2 separate regions of the Danio rerio genome follow, and region 1 is linked to region 2. A link is a contact called in public Hi-C data. All regions are on one chromosome and are shown on one strand. Each heading gives the region's core, a stretch centred on a gene start, on an enhancer-like site or on the middle of the called end of the contact. The rest is flanking DNA. Distances are from core to core; before and after follow the strand shown.

Evidence for each region. Hi-C and Micro-C count contacts between places; a contact is called where the count stands out from the background.
Region 1: a contact with region 2 is called in a Hi-C map of hematopoietic stem cells, with 2.0 times the contacts expected there. The contact joins the promoter of tent4a here to the promoter of si:ch73-25f10.6 in region 2. A contact is called at or near these places in 2 of 18 Hi-C or Micro-C datasets (caudal fin and hematopoietic stem cells) and 1 of 4 datasets of contacts at active chromatin or transcription factors (pancreas).

What each region holds. Positions count from the first base shown.
Region 1 is chr19:30,248,022-30,251,307 of GRCz12tu, forward strand. It overlaps tent4a (terminal nucleotidyltransferase 4A), which reads right to left and starts at 1,792. Exons shown (of 13, transcript XM_680973.9): 1 at 851-1,792. The coding sequence starts at 1,536.
Region 2 is chr19:29,878,440-29,881,742 of GRCz12tu, forward strand. si:ch73-25f10.6 reads right to left here and starts at 1,398. Exons shown (of 2, transcript NM_001423403.1): 1 at 1-1,398. The coding sequence starts at 402. It overlaps si:ch211-152p11.8 (a long non-coding RNA gene), which reads right to left. Exons shown (of 11, transcript NR_186829.1): 9 at 2,907-2,967; 10 at 2,681-2,732; 11 at 2,317-2,503. LOC137488569 (small nucleolar RNA SNORD52) reads right to left here and starts at 2,869; the gene lies at 2,803-2,869.

The DNA of each region.
Region 1 (3,286 bases), core at 542-3,041, 370 kb after region 2:
CACCTGACCAGTAAATTCAAACCATGAGTGTATCAATATTTTGAGTGAGAAAGACCTTTAGAGAGGAGTCTCTAAATATTAAAATATATTAGCCTATATTTCATGTGTTATACTTTAATCTTTTGGTTGGGTTACTCAAGCATAGCTTTCACATAAAACCGTGATAATATATAAAATGTTTTGTGCATCGTGCACGCTTACACATACAACTTTGTGTTTGCTATGTCTATATTAAAAGCAAATAAAATAAATAATCTAGCCTTTTAGTAACGGTGCCCATAAACATTATTGTAATTGGCAAGACATGAACGGTTTGTTCAGTTCAGTGTTTAATGAAAAGATTAACTTGTAACCATTTTTGCAAGCATGCAACCGTACTTTTTCAGTACACGTACGGCACTTTTTTAAAAATAATAAAGCAACCTAAAAAATATTTTCATACACCACTCTCAGTTCAGTGAATCAATGAGTCGACTCAAAAAAACAAATCACTTCAAGTGACTCTCTCGAGTCTGAATCGCTCAGATCGGATTAACCGATTCACCAAAAAAGATCCGAGTCAATGAGCGGTTCGAAGAGTTGGACATCACCGCTAAACGTAAACTGTTAATCCCTCACGCACACACACATACCACAAGTAACCCAACCCAAACACCGCAGCGGCCCCGACCCGAACCCAGAACATACCGGCTAACATGCTAAAGCTAAAGTCCCAGCCCAGGACGTCAAAAAGGCCCAGTGACACTTTACGACACACCAAAAAAAGAGAAAAATCAGTGTATCATTTTAACGCCTCATCCAGAGCCAAGCGAGCGAACGCCGCCGCGGTTATAAATCAAACTCATCTCACCCGTCAACCCCTGGGCTATATTTCCTCGTCTTCCACGGCGTGCCGGAGCTCTCATAATTGCCGTTAGTCCAGTTGGAAAGCAAGTAGTTTATCCCGTAGGTGCTGGCCTTATTGTCGCTTTTCCTTCGGCCTGGGTGATGGTGGTGGTGATGGTGGTTGTGAATCGCCGTCGGATAGGACGGGTGGCGCTTCATGCAACTCTGCTGCTCTTGATGGAAATGCCGTAGATGAGGATGAGGAGGGTGATGATGGTGGTTGACATTATTCAGTACGCTCTCGTTTAAAGTAAAAAACGGCTGGCCCTTATTCATATTCCCAGCGATCACATTAGGGCTTGTAGTCCTTATTCTAGTGCAGCTGGACGCTGAATCCACCACCGAGCCGCCGGTCTTTTGGGACATTTCTCCGTCTACCGCGTTCCCATTTAATGCGAGAACCGCGGAGCCGCTGCCCGGGATCGCAGTGCCGTTGTTTTTGATGTTAGTGCTGTTGTTTGCATTGGACGCCACAGTCTTATAAACGTCAAACGCCGGAGAATTGACACAGAAGTTGTGGTGGTGGTGATGGTGGTTCTGGTGCTGACCTGTGTTAGTCCGGTTTACCTGAGACGTTTCCCACACACGCATCCATAAAGCGTTCGCAGGACCTTTCTGTTCCGGCTGAATCCAAGCGACCCTCGGATCCATTCAACTCGTCTTTTTAACCCTGTCAAACAAACGAACGCCTTTTCCCCCTCCTTCGCTCCGCGGATAAGTTTGAGTCCGGGCCGCGAGGACGTGCCTGTAAATGGGGCTACGCGAAACGACAGGGAAAATGTCGACGTGCCGAACACCACAACAGACCAACGGGAATCAATTAGTGGCCCTTTTTCCCCGCTAGCTATAAACTGTTAGCTAAACTATACAGTGTTTCCAATATGGCGTGCGTATTCCCTTGAACCCCGAAAATCCAGTACGCATGTGTAGGATTTAAACCATCGGGGCAGCACACACCCCCAGACTACACACCGAGCAGGCGCAATCGGAGCCTGTTCAGCAACCCCACCCTTTTAAACGGCACCACAGCGACGAGGACACTTTTGAATTTGCTAGCAGTTGCTGCAGCTCTCGCTAAAACACCGCGAGACAGTGGACGAGATATTAAACCATCAGCTTTGTGCAGCTTCCATGCTTATCGATGTGCTCAGTAACAGTAGTTAGTAGTAGTCGTGCACTTATTTTTGATCTCATAAGGTTGCATTTTATGTGCATTAAAATATATTTATTGAACACATATAAACTTTTTTATTTGGGCATTTACTTAAATGCAGTTCTTTGAAGCATTTATAATTAAGGAAATATTGAAATCTGCTTTTATGTTTGTGCTTTTTGTTTGTACTTCAAGGTTACCTACTGTAAGTCTATCAGTAAAAAACGTTTGCAATAATTCATTAATAAAATATATCCAGTGCTGAGTCCACCCCGTTTTGAAAATGAATATTTTGATCCATTTCTCAGTGAATATAGGCAATGTATTTTGGTGCATTTAAACAAAACAGATTTATTAAACATGTATATTTATTAAAATAATATTTAGTCGCCAAACATATTAAGTAATTGAAAGATAATACAATTGAACTCAAGAAAAATAATGCAAAAATAAATTACAACCTACAAAATCTTAACAAAATTTTTAGCTTTTCTTGATTTTTCCTCATTTTAATTAGTATTTAATATTTTTCTATAACATATAAATGTGGCTGTACTAATTGTGGACCATTTTTGTAAGTTATTTTGGTAGATAATTTTTGGCTTCAGTACTGACAAATCTAATGTATATGCACAAATATACTATTGTAGAGCTTCATCTTAAAATATGAATTTAAAAGATAGAAATGTGAGTGGTGTACTTACATATGCTGAGCACTGTATATGGGAAAAAATAAGACTCAATATTTATAAGTTAAATGGGTCTGAGAAAAATGTGTTGCTACTGTATGTGATTGTCATTCTATAAAGGCGCACACACACACACACACACACACACACACACACACACACACACAGTTGAAGTCAGAATTATTAGCCCCCTGAATTATTTATTTTTTTTAACAGAAAGAAGATTTTTTTTTAAACACAATTCTAAACATAATAGTTTTAATAACTCATTTCTAGTAACTGATTTATTTTATCTTTCTCATGATGACAGTAAATAAGATTTTACTAGATATTTTTCAGGACACTTCTATACAGCTTAAAGTGACATTTGAAGGCTTAACTAAGTTAATTAAGTTAACCAGGCAGGTTAGGGTAATTAGGCAAGTTGTTGTATAACGATGGTTTGTTCTGTAGATTGTCGGAAAAAAATAGCTTAAAGGGGCTAATAATTTTGTCCCTAAAATGGTGTTTAAAAATTAAAAACTGCTTTTATTTAAGCCGAAATAAAACAAATAAGACT
Region 2 (3,303 bases), core at 148-2,647:
TTCATTCCACCCAGCACATTTCTGCTGACGAAGTTTGGTGGATGATGATGATGATGACCACCGGGGCCAAAAAAAGTATCTGGATGGAAGCATTCGCCTCCACCAGCTTGGGGAGCTTTTGACCACAACCTTCTCAGTCTCAAGATCAGGCCTCAAAGCCCGAAGCTCCTCTACTTCCAAAGGCTTGAAATGCTCCTCAGTTTCCCAGAATTCCTCAGTAATTGTCTTTTGGTCCTTTTTGGCATTCTCACCCCTCCAAACCCAGGAAGTCAGTCCCCATAAGCCACTTTTAGTCTCATGTTTAATGGTGGCGGGTGTCTCTGGTTTGGTCGTACTGCCCCAAGACGAGTAAAGATTTGCTGGACTGACCCACCCCCAAACTCGCCCTACAACTGCTGTCATGTTGAAGCCTAAATATTGTTAAGGAATTCAATTTTCAGCTGGTGAATTTCACAAATAACTGACAAGAAGCAAGAAGAGTTTTAAGTTTATAAGTAAAATACTGAAATAGTAGTTTCTTTTAAAATGTATAAGTGTTTGTCCAACTACGAATAAAGTCCATTTACAATTTACAAAGGGAGTTAATTAAAACCCTAGGACATCTATAAAGTGTCAGTAAGTTACAAAGTTATTGATAAACAACTGTAATTAACCCAGTTATAGCAGTAAAGCACTAATATCGACTGGTAGCACAAATTAATATGGCTATTAAAGGTTTTAAATATATAAGGTTTTTAGTGTTCCCTAAAGTTTTATACTGACACAGGCGTTAGCAATGACACCTCAACAGACCTGTATTACAGCGTGTTTGTATTAGCACAAATGAAGTGTAAACTACACAAAGGCCACACCCGTGCCAAACTCAAAGCCAGGTAACGTTAGAGAATGTAATAAGAACATAAATTAGAAACATGCTAAAAATCACCGTGGTAGCATTGCTTGGTCTCAAGCAGCATTTTCCTCAGGCGAAACGGCGTCTGTTAGCATGTCTGAGCAAGCTTCACATCCAGGATCGTCTCCACAACTTGAAATGCTAAACTGTATTGATGTCAAACGGCGAATCGCTTTTGACAAGATAAATCAAACATACCTACGACGAGAAATCTTTAGTTTTGTTGGTTCTAAATGCAGGCAGGTACATCTTCCAGAGATTACAGCCCATCTGCTATAGGTGAAAAACAGTTGTATACACTTATCGAAGCCAGCTTCACATACCCGTTCATTAACACCCGGTATAGACGTGATCAAACTTTAACAGCTTAGCAAATAAACAGCTCGACGACAGCCAAATAACACAAACCAACGAAATTCATAAGGTTCTTTTAAACACGAAACGCAAACTGCCGTCGTGTCGTCTTAACTCGTGCGGGAGCCAGTTTAACTTACTTGACTAGGAATAAGCAGACTGACTCGTTTCAAAGAATCGACTCTTTCAAACGGCGTATTTTAATGAATTGGTTTAGTTTACCAATTCAATAGGGATTCCTTTACGTTGAAATCACAGGCCACTTACAGGCAGTCATTGCTTGAACATCCGAATAAAATCTTACGCTTGCGGCCAGTGCTGGGATTTTTTACGTTTTTAGTGAGGATTTAGTAGACGTTTTTATATAATTTTTTTTCAACTACAGGGATAAATGATACTTTTTAAGAAAGGCAACTAAACTCATATTTAAGCATTTTGTCATTTCAATTTATATCAATTATAACTTTAATTCATACTTTAAACCTTTTTTTTAATGTATGGCGGAGACTTTTGTTGAACCAAACAAAGCCCGTAACCCCCTTCAACTGGTTCACTCAAACGATCCGACTCGTTAGAACAATTCATTCACTAATCGGGCGTTGCTACGCAGTACTTACGTGCACAACCCGGTAACATTAAGTCATCGCAACAAAACGACCTTCACCATAAGATTTGTGACGTTACATCTGGACAAATAAAGTCCTTTTTTATGGATGTACGCACTTAATAGACTGCTAGTCGCAGACATGAATATGTAACGGCGTCTTTAGTTTACGCTACGTGAAGTCATGTAAAATAAGAGATGTAAACCTGAAAGCACGTTTCTATAATAAAAGTCCTTCGCGAACCAACAAATGGGTGGAATTACATGTTGAATCAATCAAATTCACATAGACGTGAATACAAAAATGCTAATACAAAGTGATTATATTATAAATAAATACATACATTTTATGAATAACCCAGTTCATACATTGCATAAATAATTTCTGCCTAGGAATGTTATATTGACTAAAAGTTAAAACCATACGCAATATTTTTATTTCATGCAAAAAACAAACATGGACAACTTTTCACTTTAGTTCTGATGTTTATTAAAAGCAATACTCTGTTGAAAAAGCAGTTTATAAAACTGAAAATGAGAAAATTAACTCAAACAGTCTATTGAATGCCACTAAACAAGCATTTAAATTGATGTATATCATTTTAATTCACCATTGTGCAGCAAACCAGTCACAGCTCCTCTTCGGTCACATCCTTGAAAGAAAACAAAATTGTATTAGACAACAAGACATGAAATAAAAGTTCATGCATTGTCTGTCAGTGTTTCAGTGCGCCGCGAGAAAGTTACTTCATTGACTTTCAGTGGAACCGAACAAACGCAGTCATCATTAACACAAGAAAAAGAGCTAGGTTTACTGAACCAGTATTTACACGGCTCCGCATTCATGTGTATGCAGCACCCCTTCACTGGCATCTCGTCAACCTAAAAACAAAATAAAATCCAATAATCAAAAGTTCTTAGTAACAAATACATGCTCATAATAAAAAAGCTGTGCTCAGAGAAATGTGTAGATCTTCATGTTGTTATCAGAGACTCTAGTCTATGGAATCATCACTGCACAATAGAGAATCAGCTCAGTTAGGTCAAAACGCCAACCTTTAAGCAGATTCATGAATCCAAGACATCCATGTTGGCTTCGAACCCTGTAGTTGAAAACCTTGAAAAGAAAGAAACTCTAGTTTTATGAATACTCATTACCTGCAACTGACCATTAATGGACAAATGCTTTTGAAAATGAATAAAAATATTTTTGTTCATTTACATGTGACTTGGGGCCTGAAAATTCACATACGTTTCTATTCAAGAGATCAATTTATTGGAAATAATGGTTACGATGAGTGTAAGCTTGAAAAAAAAAATTCACGTGCAACATTTAAACCAACTACCAGTCTGAAATGCTCAATTTCAGCTTTTTTCACTGAATTGTGAATGAGGATCTTTTTGACAGTGTTGACTTTTACAAGTGAAACTTTTCAGAAGCGCAAACTACAAA